Regions from separate parts of the Mus musculus genome. Here all the other regions are linked to region 4. The links are chromatin contacts, called in public ChIA-PET, Hi-C, HiChIP or PLAC-seq and Micro-C maps. All regions are on one chromosome and are shown on one strand. The core of a region is the stretch at or near the end of the contact, and the rest is flanking DNA. Distances in the headings are between cores, read along the strand shown. Region 1 overlaps LOC115487086 (a long non-coding RNA gene). Region 2 holds the start of AI597479 (expressed sequence AI597479). Region 3 overlaps Fhl2 (four and a half LIM domains 2). Region 4 overlaps Nck2 (non-catalytic region of tyrosine kinase adaptor protein 2). Region 5 has its middle 34 kb from the start of Tpp2. Region 6 has its middle 37 kb from the start of Gm29040.

The links. A called contact is a pair of places that touch in the nucleus more often than the background predicts. ChIA-PET counts read pairs in DNA pulled down with a chosen protein or histone mark. HiChIP or PLAC-seq counts read pairs in DNA pulled down with a chosen protein or histone mark.
Region 1: a contact with region 4 is called in a Micro-C map of the G1E-ER4 cell line. The contact joins two enhancer-like sites. A contact is called at or near these places in 2 of 15 datasets of contacts at CTCF or cohesin (large pre-B cells and pro-B cells), 30 of 484 Hi-C or Micro-C datasets (the AML12 cell line, the Ba/F3 cell line, the C10 cell line and 25 more), 8 of 115 datasets of contacts at active chromatin or transcription factors (T-cell acute lymphoblastic leukemia, embryonic basal ganglia, embryonic stem cells and 3 more) and 1 of 9 other capture datasets (embryonic stem cells).
Region 2: a contact with region 4 is called in an H3K27ac HiChIP or PLAC-seq map of regulatory T cell precursor, with 4 times the contacts expected there. The contact joins the promoter of AI597479 here to the enhancer-like site in region 4. A contact is called at or near these places in 1 of 484 Hi-C or Micro-C datasets (CD4 T cells), 3 of 115 datasets of contacts at active chromatin or transcription factors (bone marrow-derived macrophages, memory CD8 T cells and regulatory T cell precursor) and 1 of 9 other capture datasets (liver).
Region 3: a contact with region 4 is called in an H3K27ac HiChIP or PLAC-seq map of T-cell acute lymphoblastic leukemia, with 6 times the contacts expected there. The contact joins two enhancer-like sites. A contact is called at or near these places in 9 of 484 Hi-C or Micro-C datasets (the G1E-ER4 cell line, Th1 cells, granulocyte-monocyte progenitors and 4 more) and 3 of 115 datasets of contacts at active chromatin or transcription factors (T-cell acute lymphoblastic leukemia, effector CD8 T cells and extraembryonic endoderm stem cells).
Region 5: a Hi-C map of CD8 T cells shows a contact between it and region 4, with 4 times the contacts expected there. The contact joins two enhancer-like sites. A contact is called at or near these places in 2 of 484 Hi-C or Micro-C datasets (CD8 T cells and uterus).
Region 6: a contact with region 4 is called in an RNA polymerase II ChIA-PET map of memory CD8 T cells, with 12 read pairs. The contact joins two enhancer-like sites. A contact is called at or near these places in 2 of 115 datasets of contacts at active chromatin or transcription factors (embryonic stem cells and memory CD8 T cells).

Annotation. Positions count from the first base shown.
Region 1 is chr1:43,301,478-43,304,526 of GRCm38.p6, forward strand. It overlaps LOC115487086 (a long non-coding RNA gene), which reads right to left. Exons shown (of 3, transcript XR_003947810.1): 2 at 1-135. Among named protein-coding and RNA genes, the nearest start is that of Gm29040, 42 kb to the left of the region's middle. Within about 2 kb of position 1,489, at least 32 of the 459 cell types and tissues checked have an H3K27ac peak or open chromatin away from gene starts, as enhancers often do. A contact at or near this core is called in the G1E-ER4 cell line, Th1 cells and double positive thymocytes, where this site is marked.
Region 2 is chr1:43,097,237-43,100,031 of GRCm38.p6, forward strand. AI597479 (expressed sequence AI597479) reads left to right here and starts at 1,474. Exons shown (of 4, transcript NM_133818.1): 1 at 1,474-1,626. The coding sequence starts at 1,528. It also overlaps a transcript of Tgfbrap1 not described here.
Region 3 is chr1:43,137,972-43,141,049 of GRCm38.p6, forward strand. The region is part of intron 3 of Fhl2 (four and a half LIM domains 2); the gene reads right to left. Among named protein-coding and RNA genes, the nearest start is that of Fhl2, 24 kb to the right of the region's middle. Within about 2 kb of position 1,825, at least 32 of the 459 cell types and tissues checked have an H3K27ac peak or open chromatin away from gene starts, as enhancers often do. A contact at or near this core is called in T-cell acute lymphoblastic leukemia, where this site is marked.
Region 4 is chr1:43,560,759-43,563,743 of GRCm38.p6, forward strand. All of the region lies in intron 4 of Nck2 (non-catalytic region of tyrosine kinase adaptor protein 2), which reads left to right. Among named protein-coding and RNA genes, the nearest start is that of Nck2, 120 kb to the left of the region's middle. Within about 2 kb of position 1,398, at least 42 of the 459 cell types and tissues checked have an H3K27ac peak or open chromatin away from gene starts, as enhancers often do. A contact at or near this core is called in CD8 T cells, the G1E-ER4 cell line, T-cell acute lymphoblastic leukemia and 4 more, where this site is marked.
Region 5 is chr1:43,898,013-43,901,033 of GRCm38.p6, forward strand. It overlaps the pseudogene Gm8241. Among named protein-coding and RNA genes, the nearest start is that of Tpp2, 34 kb to the right of the region's middle. Within about 2 kb of position 1,494, at least 35 of the 459 cell types and tissues checked have an H3K27ac peak or open chromatin away from gene starts, as enhancers often do. A contact at or near this core is called in CD8 T cells, where this site is marked.
Region 6 is chr1:43,222,509-43,225,656 of GRCm38.p6, forward strand. No RefSeq gene overlaps it. Among named protein-coding and RNA genes, the nearest start is that of Gm29040, 37 kb to the right of the region's middle. Within about 2 kb of position 1,888, at least 106 of the 459 cell types and tissues checked have an H3K27ac peak or open chromatin away from gene starts, as enhancers often do. A contact at or near this core is called in memory CD8 T cells, where this site is marked.

The DNA.
Region 1 (3,049 bases), core at 239-2,738, 260 kb before region 4:
CTGAACGGAAGAATATGGACGCGCTTTCTTGCTACCCAAGTTTTTCCTTCTGTTGCTGCAGTTGGCATTCTGTTAAGTCTCCATTGGAAGGCTCTCGGTGTAGTGATGAGAGTGTTTTCCAACGCTGTGATTTGCCTGGAAATGGAAAGAGGAAAAGCCTGGTAGAAAAGAAGTCCTGTGGGATCGCTCAGGATTTGCTTGTTCCTCTACTATGCTGCCTTTCAGTGATTGCCGAAGACTTCATTTTTACTTCCTACAAGTGGCAACTTTATCCACAAGTATGAAACATTGCACTCTTCCATCAAGAACATCCATCGCTTTTGTACACACACACACACACACACACACACACTCACACATATGCATGCATGAATACCCTACGCATGCATGCATACGTCCATCAGTCTCCCGAGAAAGATCAGCAGACAAGCAGCAGGCCCCCTCCAAGTGTGAGGACAGGGTTAAACCTGTCTGCAGATTTCTCAGCTCACTTTTACTTAGGGGCAAAGTCAGGCTCCAGCCCCAGAAATCATCCTCCCCCTCCTTTCCACCTCTTTCTTTCCCTAGGGTATAGTGGAGCCTGGAAGCCCAAGCCTGCCTCCTTGTGATTGGAGCATCAAACAGACAAAAAATGCTGAAGCTGATTGCTGCAGCCCAGTTGTGTCCACCAAGGAGATGGTACCTCGGAGAAGGAAAGGAGTCCTGAGAAATCTGTCCTCCTGGATGGGCAATGCCAGTATCTCTGGGTGGGCATAAGTAGATTTTTAATTAATAAAAAATGAAAGTGTGAGTTTGGCTGCTTCACTTCTCTCTCTGCCTCCCACCTCACATCGCTCGGTATTATATTACATCATGCAATAAGCAAGCACAGAGACTGTCTCTAGATAAAGCCCCACCTCTACCCCCACACCAGACTTCCCACTTCCTGAACTACGAGCAGTAATTGTTTTCCTTTATTAATTACTAAGCTAGTAGGAGTCTGTTTCAGCAACACAGAGCAGACTAAAATGGTGATGTAATCTCAGCAAAAGGTCTGCTCTTCCCTGGAGTAAGCGGGTAGAGGGTGATGGTCTAGGAAAGCACAGAGACCCTGCCACGTTTCACTGAATGAGTCCGAGGAATCACGATGGCCAGGCAAAGGTCTTGCTCTTATAGTTCATACTTGACTTCAGACTCCCTCTAAACACTCCCATTTGCACTCACCAAGACCACCAAAGGGGATCATGCAGTGCTAGACAGGCCAGTGTTTCCCAAAAGGCTAACAGAAACACAGATGCTGGCTCAGCTGGAGTGTTCCACTCAGTAAGTCTAAGGCATGGCCTCACGGTGTACCTCTAACATCCTCTATAACATCGATGCTTGACGTTCAGGAGCTCTACTTGGAGGCTGAAGGGGGTGAGCAGGCGGTGACAAGAGTAGGCAAGCCAAGGTCGTCCTCCTGGGCCATGCTAACTCGTTCAATGACAGAGACTCACTGGAGTCTCTCTTCCACTTAGCCAACTTCCTGCTTGACTCATCTATGACACAGATTCTATGCCAAGACCTGTCCACGGTTTGAGATTCACTATGCTTGAAAACTAACCAGTGTTCCCTCACTTTCAGTTTCCAAGGTCTCAAGTCCCACAGGGCATCGCAAGGGGACTAGCTGACATCCACCCCACCAGTGGGTCATTTTGTTACGATCAGAGGAGTGGTTTCTGGTGATAGTAGATCACTTGGGCTTTGCCCCCAGAGAGGCAACTCTTTATTTCACTGAGAGTAACTACAACAAAATTCAAATTAAAACAAAAAAACCTCTTTCATTCCAGGGTAGATATTATCTCCATACATGAAAGCTATTTGCCATATAAGCCATATTTAAAAATAAAGACTGGAGCAAATGCATAGAATTCCTCTACTGTCCTGTCAAGATAACAGCCACTATGGTTATAAAGTTATACATGTTTAAAGACATATTCACATCTTGGAAGCTGGCACCATTACCTCAAATAGCTTATCCACCCCCTAGTACTGCTATAAGAAGGCACCACAAGCTTAGACTCTTAAACAAACAAACAAACAAACAAACAAACAAGCTTGTCATCTTGCAGTTCTAAAGGCTCTCTGTCTGACCTCAAAGTGTTGATGGACTATGCTTCTGTCAGAGTACCTACAGGGGTAAGGGGTTCCTTTCTTTCTTTTTCTGATGTCTTATAGTTCCTAAGTTCTCTGGCTTTTTAGAGGCATTGCTCCAGTCTGTTTCTGTCTTCATATGGCATGCACCCAGGTGCCTGCACCTTCCCATGGCAGTGTGTTGACGACACCAGCCTGATTGATTCAGGAGTCATTTGCTCCAGTATGAGCCTCTTCTTGTCAAACAGACAAACCAACAAACAAAACAGCAACAAGATCCCCATGAAATGATTCTCTTTCCAAACAAGGCTGCATTCTGAGGTGCTGGGGGTTTGAAGGCCAACTCATTTTCAAGGGACCTGCAATAGAATACCTGACAAAACGCCATGACAGCTGCTAATCAATAGGTCTTCAAATGAGAGGATTATGAGGGATTACCTCGCTTGCCATCACAAGGTCCTTAAAAGTTAGAAGACGGAAGCCGGGCAGTGGTGGTGCACACCTTTAATCCCAGCACTTGGGAGGCAGAGTCAGTGGAATTCTGAGTTTGCGGCCAGCCTGGTCTACAAAGTGAGTTCCAGGACAGCCAAGGCTACACAGAGAAACCCTGTCTCGGGGGGGGGGGGGAGTAGAAAAGGGAAACTGGGAGTGAGTCAGAGTGAGACAATGTCAGGATACTACCCAACATTGCTGGTTTTGAAGAGGAGGAAGATCCATAAGCCAAGGACCATGGGCAGTCCCCAGGAAAAATAGACAACAGATTCTTCTCTCTCCTCTGAAAGGGACACACTTTTACCTGGACCTTGGCTTTAGCCCCATGATACCTCTGTGGAACTTCTAACCCACAGACACACAGGCACATTTGTGTTATCTTAAGCCACTGTGTTTATTACTTTTCTCAAGGTTGTGACAAAATTCCAGGCAGCAGTGGCTTCAG
Region 2 (2,795 bases), core at 224-2,723, 460 kb before region 4:
ACTTTCTAATATCCCTCAGTGCTTCACAAGTACACATACCTCATGTATAATCCTTATTTCAATTATTCTTCAGCAGTTTCCTGAAGAAACTGGCGTGAGACCAGCTCAGCTTACCCAGTGAAAACTGGGTTTGGTTGTAAGTTCAAGTTTCCTGCAAAACAGCTACTCTAGCAACTAGTATAACCTTATAGTGAAGGAAATGGAGCCAATGATGCCATCCATGCCAGACTCATTATTATACGACAATATAAAGGTTAATTTGAATATATACTAGCACAATAATGTTACAAAGCTAAGGCATTTAATCCCATTTGAGAACATTTGGCCCAGCTTTAAGACTTGTCCTTTCAGGGAAGGTCACTTAGATCAGCTTTCCAAACACAAAAATAAAAGGACTGGATTGAATATTTTTAAGCACTAACATTAAAATTTCCTCCCAGCTCTGTAATTGTTTCTTCCCTGAAAGCATCACATAAACTGGAAAATTTTACAAGATGTCTCTCATTACTAATTTAACATCTCATTTATTTTTCAGCACTCTTTCAAGCATATTTTTGGTAGACTCCTAGTAGTTCATATTTTCATAAACAATGCAACAGTTTCCAATAAAACGATACATTATAGAGCATACAAACTATGCTCTCATAACAGGTATGAAGTACAACCTTTTAATGTGCAAAAACTTGAGGACTCTGTCTCCTATGAATGATGAAAGAGATTTCTCACACAAATACTAGAATATAGTTGAAGCCTACAATATTTTGTTAAAGTAAAAACCACGACTTCATTGTAATTATTAGTAAGCGCAAAGGCAGTTTGCTTGGTTCCTGTCACTGCCAGTCTGTGATCTCCAATTATCCGTCCTATTGCTCATTTTCCTCATACCAGAAACAAGCATTCTAGTAGCACATCAGGCTGATCTGGGGAGTAGTGTAACAGTCGCTGGACTGGCGCTACTACTTTCTCTTATTATTTCCCACACGTAAGCTGGTCGGTTTAAAGATCTTTCCAGGGAACAATACTTGATGCTTACCATGTCCGAGGAGAGGGGATTACAGAGTGTTATTTGGGCTTACTTTATGTAGAAGGGAGATTAGGCAATAAACGATTGAGACATTGTAAAAAGCGAAAAGAAGCATGGCTTCAGACATGACAATGCCATCTGGGGTCACAGCTGTCTGCCCTCTTGTTCCATTCTGTCTCTCCACGCAGTCGGGAGAATCCCTGAGGCCTCTGCCATGGGACGTCACAGGGGGCGGGACCAATGGCGGCCAGCTCGCGTTGCTTAGCCTCCGGTGCTTTCGGCGCAGCCCGGGCAGGACTCTGCTCCGCTCTCAGTCCCAGTTCGTCCTCTTGGCTGAGGTGCGTCAGCCGAGTCGGCCAGCCATAAACTCTACTCTCTGGGAAAAGCATCGCGTCTCGGGCGCGCTGAGTGACACCAGAGTCCCGCCCCCTCACGTCACTTCCGCGACGCTTCCGCCGCAGTGCCTTGTGGGAGGCCGGCCAGGGGGTCTCCTGGCGACAACCATGGCGGGGGATGTGGGCGGTCGCAGCTGTACGGACGCGGAGCTGCTGCTGCACCCTGAGCTGCTATCCCAGGAGTTCCTCCTCCTCACCCTGGAGCAGGTGGGGCGCTCGGGCCGACCGAGGACGGACGGGCAGCCGGGGACAGGCAGGCCTGCGGGAGGCTCGTGGCCGCTCCCCGCCCACACTGATCGGATGGGGCTTGCCTCCCTTGATCCCCAAAGGAAGCCTCCAGAGAGTGACTGGAACCCCCGGGAAATCCTCTAGAGCTCGGAAAGGGTGTGACAGACGACCTCCGCTGCCTGTGTGCAAGCAACGGCCTGCGGAAGAGATAGACTAGAAGAACAGACCGGGAGGGAAGAAGTCTGGGGCAATCAGGGCTGGATCCAAAACATCTGAAAATTAGTCTGTTAGGTAGCTTCTCGCCTCTCTTAGAGACAGACACTCGGGTCTCAGAGAGATGGACCTACTTCTTAAGATCATTATCAGGACACAGTAACCGTTTGGAGAACTTAAAGCACCTAGCTTTCCAGGTGGTGCATGCACCCCCCCCCGCCCCCCGCCGCCCCTGCGGTGTGACCTAAGATAATAGCAGATCATAAAAGAAAAGTGTGATGTTTTATTTAAAATGGCAGAACTGCTGAAAGTTTCTTTAGAGTTTTATGTGGCACGTTTTGTATTCCATGTGGTTTTGCCCCCCCAGTACCGTATCTTTCTCTAATTTCTTGAAGTTCTCAGTCACTATTTTAATAATGACTTTTAACCTGTGATTCTCAATCTTTTACTCACACCAGGATAATCAAAGGCTTACTAAAACATGTTATTGAGCCCCATCATCTGCTTCTCATTAAGTTCGTTCCAAATGTGCCCTGATACTGTATTTTAACGAGTTCTTGCTGATGACCCAAGGACAGCACTTGTAAGCACTGCTGCCAGAAGGCAGCCCCTTCAGTGCCATCCAAGCAGATGACATCCTCTGGGAATGTTGTCCAAGTGTATTCAGATACTCCCATCCCAGAGTAAATGCAAGTTGAAAGCCAGCAATATACTGTATGAAAGAGGAATAAGATGATTCAACAACTTAAAAATGAAATCAAACTAAACAGCTGGCATTGTTTTTGTTTTTTTTCCATTTTTGCAAAGCATACGTTTCCCCAATTTTTCCTGTGTGTTTTTGCAATATTGTGCTCCAAGATGTTGAGACAGAACTGGGATATGAGAGAGAATAAGTTATTTAAGTTATTTAGGCATATAAATATATATATAAATAT
Region 3 (3,078 bases), core at 575-3,074, 420 kb before region 4:
CTCATGTGTTTGTGTGAGAGTGTGTGTGTAGGCCATGCATATGTGTAGAGCCCAGAGGCCAACTTCAGGTTTCATCCCTCAGGAATTGCATCATCTTTTTTCTCTCACTAGGACTTTAGGCTCAATCATCTGTCAAGGTTGGCTGTGATCTTCCAGATTCTGTATCACGCATCTTCATCTGTACACGAAGACACATTCACTGGCAGATGTTATAGTCAGCACTGAAGAGCCCATGTTCCTCACACAGCAGACACTTAGAAACACCCAGGGAGAACGGGTACCCTCTCCACCTCCAGCCCGTTCTTCTTTCAGGACGTAACTGCTTCTGGGACTTGTATTTTTTCTTCCCCTTGGTAAAAATGGTTATTGTATCTGAGTTGGGGCAGAAACAAACAGAAACAAAGGGTGACAGCCTCTTTCCAACAAAATCGCCATGAAGCACTCACGTGGCCCTGCCGCATGGGGGCGCACTACACATCTGTGGAAAGGAATTACTGTGGCTGCGACTGGAGCCTGATATACACTTGATTCCAATGGCCAATCAATGCTCCTCGTTTCTGTGAGCTGTGCCTTTGAGGGTGGTCACAGAACAACGTGGGACTCCCTGTGTGAGGAAGACTGCTAGCCACAGGACCACATGTGGCTAAAGCATCAATGAGTCAGTGCAGAGGGAGAGGAGGGGCATCGGTCAACATCCGCTTTGTCAGATGAGTGTGAACTCTGCAGTCGCACTTCTTTAAAGCCCTTTCTAACCTCCCATTTGTTCTGACAGGGGGATTTCACGGTTTACACACCCCTGTGAGGTGCTGAGAAACGGGCGTTTTCTGACTGAGCCATTTTCCAGCCCTAACTTCTATAGCTTTTACATGTAAAGAAATGATGGTGATGGTGATGGTGATGGTGATGATGATAAGTGATACCTCTAGTTCCTACTACTTGGAAGACTGAAGTGGTGGGATCAATTGAGCTTTCTTACTGCCCCTCCCCCATCTTGTAACTGGCTGGCCTAGAACTCAGAGATCTGCTCTGTCTCCAGCTATAGAGTGCTGAGATTAAAGGTGTGTCCCATCGCACCTGAGACCGAATAGGATTCTTAAAGAAAAATAATCCTTTTAAATGGCGTTATGTTGCTCGCATTTATCAGTGGAGTGAACTGAATTTTGTCTAGACTTCTCTTTAAAGTTTAACATATTTGATAGCTTTACTTAAAAGTTCTTTGATTAACAAACTTCAAATTCTTAAGTAGTTCCAAAACTGAGTTAAAATTATAGGTATTGTGATAATTAAATATTATTAGTGCTAAAATAGCTAATACATTAAGAAATTTCAACTAAACCGCAAGCATGGATCATTCTCTCAACATATACTTTACAACTCAGAATCTCAAGGTTAACTCATGTTTTTAAAATCTCATACACACTTTAGTAGTTACTTAATATTTCTGTGGTCCCGAGGTATGCAAACTACTGATACAGCAATTGTTATTGTGATCTACAAACATGTTACATGACATTTATGGCTGTCCTGGGACATACAAATCCTGTGGGCCACAGAGTGGATACACCTGGTGATTCTAAAGTTTCTTAATATGTCTGCTTCCCCTTGATTCTAAACCTCCCTCTGATTAAAGGATTTCAAAGAGGCTGTCTTGACACTTTAAACTATTTAGTTATCTTGCATAGAAATCTGGTTGTGCCATCCAGGCTGGCCTGGAATGCACTGTCTTCCTGCCTCAGCTTCCCAACTTCCGGGGTTCAGGACTGCATTAACATACAAATTGCCTTGTAAGCTATTTGAGTTCACGGCCTATACCCAGTTTGTCCACTAGAGGGCGCCTGATGACCTTGCTTGGACCACTGTCTGCACAGGCTCCATCAGCCTCCTCCACATGAGTGGTTCAGAGCCCATATTGCCCAAAGTTACATTTCCCCAAACTCCATCTACTCACACTTTCCTCTGTCCTCAATCAGCTTGCTGGACCCCTGCATCTAAGTGATCTGCTTACCGCTGCTTCCAACCTGCCTGGTCCTATTTGCACGCCCATGGCTGGATACTCTCTGTGGGCTTTGTGTACTTATCCGGGAGCTACACAAAGCCATCATGTCAAGCAGTAGGTACATGTGTGAGTATGACACACTGAAAGCTACCTGGCTCTGAACCTACCACCTGTGCTAGTACCGTGTTCTAAATCATACCACCCTCTAAACTGCTAGGCATCAGAATCCTAGGTCAGGTTCTCTGAGATGTTCTAACGTCCATTTTTACATCATGTGTATGATAAGACTTGCTTCTCAAATCCCATATTTACATATGTGTATTTGTGTGCATTTTTTCAGTGATGGTAATCAAACCCACACAGTGGGCATGGAGCTACAGCAGTCCTCCCTATACTTTTATTAACTCACTTGACTGGCCTCTAAGTCACAGAGATCTGCCTGCCTCTATGTCTGGCATACTGAGACTAAAGGTGTACCCCGCCATACCTGGTCTATCACTCACTTTTTTTGTTTTGTTTTGTTTTGGTTTGGTTTTTTGGTTTTTCGAGACAGGGTTTCTCTGTATAGTTCTGGCTGTCCTGGAACTCACTCTGTAGACCAGGCTGGCCTCAAACTCTGCCTCTCAAGTGCTGGGATTAAAGGCATGCACTACCACGCCCCGATATCACTCACTTTTTACAAATAAGAGATTCCTTTGTCCTATATAAAGTCAAGATGAGAGGAGAGACAGGGAGAGACAGAGAAACAGAGAGAGACATAGACAGACAGAGAGACACAGAGAGAGAGAGACAGAGAGAGACAGGGGGGGACTCATCTTCTTCAGGTAAAAAAAGAGACATAGTATCATTGCGTATAGTTCTTAACCCAGTTGTGGTTCTGTCCTTTTTTGATGTCTGTCTATCTAGGACATAACGTCATGAGGTCAGGCAGAGGGTGAAGCTAAGCAACATGCAACTCCTGGCCCATCCTGGCACACCAGAGCACAAATCATAGTTGTTGAAATAACCGAGTGTAAATTCAGCAAGCAGAGCAGATCAAGAAAGCACGTGTACTGGGAGAAGCGAGCGAGGCAGGGGAAGAG
Region 4 (2,985 bases), core at 148-2,647:
CTTGCTTGGCATTGAAGCCTAAAAACCATTACTCCTCTTAGGGGGTAAGTTGATTATGTACAGTGGAGCCTAACGGAGCTATAGGTTGCCCAGTTCATCCTGCGTTGTGTTCATGTGTGGGGCTGTGCTGTACTGCTGTCTGGAGTGGGTCAGATCCCTGGCCTCTGGAGTACTGTTGCTGCTGCTGCTAAAGGGTCTGGATGCTCGCTCTCAGGCCTGCCAGCGCGGTAAAGGGAGAGGAGGCCATTCCCTGTCCGCTAAAGCAGCTCTGCAGACTAAGAAAAAAATGTCAGATTGACAGTTCAACCTTAAGAGTGTTCAGAAGTGTTCTCATTCAAATCCCTTAGATCTGTAGCTCCTTTTTGCAAAAAGACTTATATAGAGTTCTTGCAAAATGGTTAGTACAGGGTAGAAATGCTTTTCACCCAAAATATGTATGTAAAAGTATAATGGAAAGAGAAACTTAAAGCCCAGGATCAGATATGCCTTTATCACTTGACTCCCTGAAATGCCCACGTGGCTAATGTGTGAACTGTACTAAGAGGGAACTTCTGAGGCTGGCTTTTTCGATATTTGGGTTTTGCCTGGTTTGCATTTTTTTTTTTTTTTTTTTTACTTTACTGTGGCTGCAGTAGACACGAGTGTGTGTCTTACATATGGAGACTTTCATTTACTTCTCAGAGAAAGGATTTGTAAGTTTGGCTTGCCTACTGGCAATCCCACAAGCATGCTATGTAAAGTTAGTCTTGATATGAAACTATACACATGGACTTGGAATGTGTGTCTTCAATAAAACACGTGTACAGCAGACTAAGGACAAATGGGTGTGTGGACCAGCAAGCCCACTTGGGGGCCCCTTCTGCTGTGGAAAAGTAGGGTGCTCCCTATCTCACACTTGAGAAACGACATCAATGTCCTTTGAAGAGTTCTTTCCCATTCCACAAGAGGGCTGGAGAGATGGCTCCGTGGTTAAGAGCACTGACTGCTCTTCCGGAGGTCCTGAGTTTAAATCCCAGCAACCACATGGTGGCTCACAACCATCTGTAATGTGATCGGATGCCCTCTTCTGGTGTGTCTGAAGACAGCTACCGTGTACTTACATATAATAAATAAATAAATCTTTTTAAAAAAAAAAGAAAGAAAAATTCAACAAGAAAGGTTTATGTTTAAAGGAACTCGCAGACAAAATCATCATACAGCTTGTTCAAGGCAGACACACTTACCAGGCCCAGAATACCCATCTCTGTGACCTTCCATACCATTAAAAGGGCCATCCTGAAGCCGTGGAGTGCCACTTACAGCTTTATACATTCACTGTCAGTTTACTGTTATGGACTTCGCATGCACAGAGAATAAAGAACTGTGGTAGATTGAAACCAGAACAGTTAGCTTTATAACCACTTTCACAGTTTGGCCTTGTGCCTACATCCCGTCCACAGCATGGTGTTAATGCCATCTGCTCCAGAGCGGCATAGTGGCTCCAGCAAACACAGGCAGTCAGTGTCCCTAGGAATTTTGAGAGGTAGACAAAAATGTATTTGTAGAAGAATGAGCTAGGAAGTCCAGAGAGTCCTTGATGCTGGGGCCGTCTCTCAACTTTTTTCTGGTCCCTTAAAAAAAAAAAAAAAAAAAAACGAAGTAGTCAGCAGGTGTCTCAAGTGGGCAAAATCTCTGTTTGATCTCCAAGAGGCAGCACTTGGGGACAGTGCCTCCTCGCCATGACTTCCCATGCCCGCTGTTGGTGGCTTCTGCGGCAGGAAGGGAACAGCCTCCCCACCCACCGTGGTCCTTCCGTTTCCTGGATCCCCATCAGTTTCTCAGATCTCTTGTCGATCACCACTTAACCTTTACCCTTTTTCCTTTTGTGGTAAAACGTCTTTAAAACCAAATTGGCTGTTTCAACAGTTTTTAAGTGTGCATTTCAGTCAGTGAATGCTTTTACATCATTGTGCAGCTGCTAATCTTCAGAGCTCCATTACTGTCCCAAACTGAAACTCTGTCCTCATTGGACACTGACTCCCTAGCTGCCCTCTTCCCTGAGATTCCTTTCCCACTCTGGGTTTTTATACTTAGGAGCCTCTTATAAGTGGGTTGCCTCCACTGAATTATGTTCTGGTTGTCCCTGATTTTATTTCAGTTATAATGTCTTTGGAGTTCATTTATGTTGTAGCAATATTTTAGAAATTGTCCTTCAATAATGAGTAATATTCCTTTTTCGATATCTATTCATCTGGTGATAGATTTTCAGGGTGTTTCTAGTTTTGTTTTTAATTATTAATAATGCTGCTATGATTGTGGGTATATAGATATTTCTTTAAGTTTCTACTTGAATTCTCTTAGGTGTACCCTTTGGTAGGTTTGCTGAATCAAATGGCAAACTTATTTTAATTTTATGAAACCCACAGTGATGCTTCACAAGTCCCCGCCACTACACATTTCCTTGACAAACCCTGATGCCCTGACAGGAGCAGCGAAGTTAGAAGTAGCGTTTTTATGCCGTGGAGTCTGCGGTACATATTAAATTTAGTGTGTGGTAACCATAGTGGAATCCCACGTTCACCTTCCTTGCTGTACTCGGTTTCGCTTTATAAAGTTGCAGTGTTATGATGAGTGTCCGGCATGTAGCAGAATCAATCCACTGCCGGAGCTCAGAAGCAGTACTTCTTAGACAGGTAGCATCATTGTCAGCAACAAACTTGCTAGAAGTACAGAGTACCAGGCCCCTCCTGCAGTGAATCTGATGCTGGGACTTGAAGTCCTGCCTTGTGGGGTGTATGCCCCCTGAACATACTTTATGGTAAAATTATAACTTACTCTCTTTTAAACTGGGTATAGTGGTTTACACCTATGGTCCCAGCATTCAGGAGGCTGAGGCAGGAAGAGTTCCAAGACCAGCCTGGGCTACGTGGTAGGCTCCAGATCAACCTGAGCTACAACACAGCAAAGAAACAAAACATGTTCTTTAGTTCTATGAAGTAAGACACT
Region 5 (3,021 bases), core at 244-2,743, 340 kb after region 4:
AGAACACAGTCACAGTCTGTTGATCATCCACAGGAAAGGCCCACAACCTGTCAGTCATTCATAGGAAACCCCGATAGCGTGTCATCCATCCATCCATAGAAAACATCAACAGGCCCTCCGCGGCTCACCGCTTCCCAACAGCCCGCGACTGTCGAAGCCAGGCAGCATTGGGGATTAGTGCGGAAAGCCAGGGTGGTGACCAGCGCAGCGGCTCCGTCATTGGGCGAGGAGCCTGAGGTGCATAAGGACACCACAACCTGTGGCCCCCCGCAGAGGAGGGCGATGGAGTCCAAGATGCCAAGCGGAAGGAGCCCGCCAAGTCCCTCCTCATCAAAGTCATCTCCATGGGCAACGCAGAAGTGGGGAAAAGCTGCATTATAAAGCGCTACTGTGAGAAGAGATTTGTGTCTAAGTACCTGTCAACCATTGGGATTGACTATGGAGTCCCAAAGGTCCAAGTCAGAGACAGAGAAATCAAAGTTAACATCTTTGACATGGCTGGATACCCCTTCTTTTTTGAGGTCCGAAATGAATGTTACAAGGACACACAAGGTGTGATACTGGTCTATGACGTTGGGCAGAAAGACGCATTTGATGCCCTTGATTCATGGCTGACAGAAAAGAAGCAGGAGCTTGGGCCGCACGGGAACGTGGACAACATTGTCTTTGTTGTATGTGCCAACATGATCGACTGACTGCTCCAAACACTGCTGCATCGATGAAAGTGAGGGGCGTCTCTGGACTGAAAGCAAAGGTACTTTGAAACATCAGCACAAACTGGCGAGGGAATCAAAGAGATGTTCCAGACCTTTTACATGTCCATAGTTGACTTGTGTGAAAATGGCGGGAAGCATCCTACGGCAAATAGCAGTGCTAGTTTCACCAAAGAACAAGCAGACACCATTCGCAGAACCTGAAATAGTTAAGGTCAGCTGGGAGATGCTGGGAGTCAGACCTGGGGCCTCAAGGGAGGAAGTTAATAAGGTCTACCGGAAGTTGGCTGTGCTGCTTCACCCGGACAAGTGCGTAGCACCTGGCAGTGAAGATGCCTTCAAAGCGTTGTGAAGGCTCAGACAGCCCTCCTAAAAAGCATCAAATAGAGGCAGAGGAAACTGCAAAGGAGCTCAAGTGCAAACAGACTCCCCTTGAGCCACCAGGGGGAGACAAACCAGTGCTAAGAGAGAGAGGCAGTGCCAGCCACAGGAGCTGGAGAACCTGAGGCTCATCCCAGGTCTTTGCTGTGCCCTAGAAATAGTTGCTAGTATCAAGCAGCAAGGAATGCTGTGTCCCTGGGAATGAGGGGCCCGACACCAGAACAGAAGCTCTTAGAGGGTGCATTGTAGGTTACTCGGGAGTGTGCGCTCAGTCACCCCGTACAGACGGAAAGGCCAGCTCGGGCCTTTCCTGAGCTCAGGCATGTTGGGCAGTAGGAGGGGCCCTGCATGAGACTCGTCCCTGCATCAGTCCTCACTACGGGTGGTGGGAGAGGCAGGGGGGTCCTCTTCCACAAGCCGATTTCTTTCTCATGTAAATCTGCTTCTCCTCTCACTCCACTCTTTGTTACATCCCGCATCTGCGACTGCCTTTCTTCTTGAATTCCTGGCATTGCCCTGGGCGCAGTTGACTTGAAATAAGTAGGATCCATTTGGGGCACAGCGGGACGTCTTGGGTCTGTGTGAGACAGAATCCCTACAGTTTCTGCTTGGACTCCAAATTTCTGAATAGTATTTTAAAACTACAAGTATGAAAACTCATGTTGCATAGAGAAGCCTTCCTCGTGCCTGGTCCACAGGAGCTGATGGAGTTGATGGAGCTGGACTCATGGCAGCCTTAGGGGAGAAGGCTCGTTACTCGACTCCTGTGATCCCTCTGAACTGTGGTATTCTTATTTTGAGCTGCAGCCATCTGTGTTACCCCCGACTTGAAGGATGACTTTTAAATACCTATCCCATAATGGTTGCCGGATAACATCTCTCCTCGTGCCTAAGAAGACGAGCTCTTGTCTTCCTGTCTAAACCCTTGCAGTCCTCTGGGTTTTTCCTTTCTCCATAGTGGTCTCACTTTGCATGGCTGTGCTGTACGCAGCTGCTCTGAGATTTAAAATGTTGTTCTTAGTGAACTCAGATCTATATAAAAAGATAAAGAGATCTGGTATATGGCTTTATGGCTTGAATTAGCTTCTGATTGAACTCCACCACCTCGTGCAGAACGTACCTGATTATCCAACTGTTCTTGGAACAGAAACTGGGAATCATGAGGATGAGGGATTGTGTGTGGTGCTGTCAGCCTGAGTGTGGGGCCCAGTCTGCGCCTCATTCAACAACAGGGACAGGTGAACAGTTACAGCAGGGCGCTTTAGTGTCCCATTCTGATCCCTCAGGTCCCTTGCTGATTCTTAGATCTTGAGACTTTATTCCTGACATCTTAGTTACTAACGTTCAGGGTGGCTGCATAGTATTTATTTATTTATTTATTTATTTATGTAATAGTAATGAAATGAAGAAGTGAAGCCTCAGGGTCCCAGAAATTTTCTGATTTCTGTAATCCATCAGCAGAGAATTAGGAAACAACAGAGCATAACTCAGGATAAAAAGCATTCTGAACCCTGGCTTCGTGATCCAGTACAGACCTCTGCATTTGTTTAAATTCCTGATGCAGGCGTGTGCTTTGTCCTTCGACATTTTGAAAACTATTTGCACAGTTAAGATCTTAGAACATCAACAGGAGTCGCAAATCAGTCATTTCAGCGGCTGAAAAGTTTTTATAATGAACCTTGCCCCCCCCCCCCAAAAAAAAGAGGGATAAAATATTTGAACAACTGTTATTTTAAAAAGCTGTGTCCTTTTCCATCTGAGTCACTAACCGGTGTCACCTCTTCGCCTTGTTGGAACTCCCTGGAGGCATTTCAGAGTCGGTCTTCCAGCCTTCGCAAGCACTTTAGAGCATCCTCCCCTTGGTGTCTGTGTCCTCTTGTGTCTCCCTGGGAACTGCTAGTCTTCACTCTCAGTATCTTACTAAGCA
Region 6 (3,148 bases), core at 638-3,137, 340 kb before region 4:
AGGGCTGCATCTCTTCTCTTCTTTTGTCCTCTATGCTTCAGCCATGGGATGAAGTGGCAAGAAGGTTATGCAGATATGGAACAGGTACTGGACCAGAGGCATGGGCTTCCTAGCCTCCAGAACTGTTAGCCAAATGGGTTATAAATGACTGAGACTCTACTCTTCTGTTACAATCAAAGCACTGAAGCATCAAGCCCAAGCTCAGAAGAATCTTTTCCACATTCACCGTAATTACTCTAATTGCACAGGAAACCAGTGAATAGGGCTTATCTTTCCCCACACCCTTGCAAGTATTTTCTTCCATTTGTTACCTCACTGTTATGCTACCATCCTGCCGGGAATGAGATAGTATCTTAAAAATGGTTAAAGATGTTGAACACTCTTTCTAAATGTCTATTGGCCATTTGTATTTCTTCTTTTGAAAACTCGATTTAGCTCATTAGTCCATTTATTGATGAATGATTAGTTCTGTGTGTATTTAGTTTTTATAATCTTTATGTATCCTGGATATTAGTCACTTATATGAAGTGAGATCTATAGGTATATATTTTTCACAACCTACTTTAATAAGGGTTCAGCCTCCCCTCTAGCCCAGCACCCACCAGAAGTAGTGAAAAAGAAACGTTATTAGGATATGGGAATCGGACCAGTTTAGAAATAGTGATTTGGGGCAAATCCAATTTTCACTGTGCTTAGTCCAGTTCACTAGCAAACACCAAACATGAACCGGCAGCTGCTGTCCAGTCCACTTGGCAGACACCACACACGAGTCAGCAAGGGCAGTTCAATCCAGAAGAAGCCATGAGGCAAATCAGCCTGAGTCCAGGCAAGAAGCCACAGGAATCTAATGAGTTCTTTGATGAGTTTTTCTCTATGAAGTCACCACAAGCAAAGCTCAACAACACAGTGTAAGGAGTGTCATCAGTGAAGACTACTGAGGCTGAACAAAGTGAGCTAATGCTCGAACTTCCACTGTCTGTGGGGGTCTCATATATATATATATATATATATATATATACATATATATATATATGTATATATATATATATGTATATATATATATACATATACATATATATATTCTCTCTAAACATCATGCATCCTTTCATGTATTTGCTATCATACAACATCCTTTCACCTGTGTCTGCTTCAGCAAAACATTCTTTCATCTGAGTCTCCCAAGAAACCAGACATCTCCACTTTAGCGATCAGCAATTATTTTCTCCTATTCCGTAGGCTGTCTCTTTCTGCTGACTATATCATTTGCTATGAAGAAGCTTTTCAGCTTTATCTGATGCCATTGTTAGTTCTTAGGATTATTTCCTGCACTATTGAAATCCTACTTAGAAAATCCTTGCCTATTTTGCATCTTGATGTGCTTTACACATGTTTTCTTTGAGTAGTTCCGAAATTTTAAATCCTCCATTAAGGTTTTTGATCCATTTTGAATTGGGTGTAGTGCAAGGTGAGAGATACAGATCTAGTTTTCTCACAAAATTTGAAAAGAGGGTATCTGTTCTTCTGTCTTATGGGTGTCTTTATGGCTTTGTCAAAAATTAGGTGGCTGTAATTGTGTGGGCTTATTTCTGTCTCCTCTAGTATATTCTCCAACTTTTGTGCTTTTGTGCCAGTACCATGGTGTTTTGTTTCCTAATCCAATAAAGTCAACAGTCAAAGCTATCAGTTACTACTGTATTTGGTCTCAGGAACCCACTGTGTGATCTTGGAGTGTATTCTCCTTGCATGAGAGGACACTGCTATCACCACAACACAAATTGCAGAAACAGAAACTCAACCTGAGCCTCTCTCTTTGGTGACCACCTCTTCTCACACGTAACAGCACAGTGAGAACATTGGTAAATTGCCTATCACGTGGGAAGGCAGCTGGTTTCACTTTCATGAGTCACTTTAATGAGATCCAGAGAATCTGAGTTTACACATGGGTTCCTGTGGGTGGGGCAGGGACTTCCATTCTTTAAGTTTTATTCAGGAGTTCACACTGGCACTTTTAGGTTGTCTATGCCTTCTCTAGGAACCTATCTATGTTAGGGATTCTTTCAGAGAACCTCCACTATTCTTTGAAGGAGCCCATTATTATTCTTCAGGCTTGGCCTTTAGGTCAAACTAGAAGTTCTTTCAAGTTCCAATTTTAGAACAGAACCGAAAAAGAAATAATCTATCAAGAGTACCCTGAGCCAAGTAACTGGGGGCCATTATCAGTATTTAGGGGCTCCCCCCAACTCTTGCTAGCATAAGAAACTCCTTATAGCACTGTTCCCTGCTTGCTGGTCTGGCTGTTTAGTGTTCACATTTGGGTCAGTGAAACGAGCTGAGAAGAACTCCAGGTAGACTACCAAAAATATGCAAAATATTTGGTTGTAGAAAGAGTTTTTCCAAAGTCATGGGCCATAAAGTTTGACTTCAAGTTCATTTTTGAACTTGTGATCCTGAGATTTTAATTTTTATAAAACACTTTCTGGTAGATTCGGTCTTACTATTCTCTGTCATTGAGGAAAGCAAGCTCAGAAATTGTTGCCTGGGGCCGGGGAAGAAGATGCCAGTTCTGATCAGTTTCACTTGGAGACAGTTCACCTGGGGAAGAGGATGTTGGGTTGTGGGTGTTTAAAAACACTTCTAGGAACTTGTTGGCAACGTTGACTCTGACAACTGCCATTAAGCATTAACCACATTCCTCAGGCTCAGGAACCATAGAAATGCATGCAAAAAATACCCTTCAGTTTCCCACAGAGCAGGAAGGAATTTTTGGAGATGGAAAGAGGATCAAACCTGAGCTTGCTTTGTGATTTTTACCAGAACGACAAACATGCAGAAAGCTCCACTTTTCTAACTTTTCTTTACTGAGGACATTTTTACAGGAAAAAAAAATAATACACAACATGAAATTTACCCTTCTGTTTTTAAGAATGTAGTTCTTTGGCATTAGAACTTCATGATGCCACACACCCTCATTCCTCCACCTTCAGGACCCTTTCGTCCTCCTGGACTATGCCTGTGCTCGCGAACAGCCAGTTGAGTGTTTCTGCCGTTGACTTTTCTGAGCAATACTGCTAGGAACAAAGGAGAAAGAAGCCAGAGTCCCACTTTCAGTTCTTTTTGACACATTGACCAAGGTAGAATTCTTGAGTAA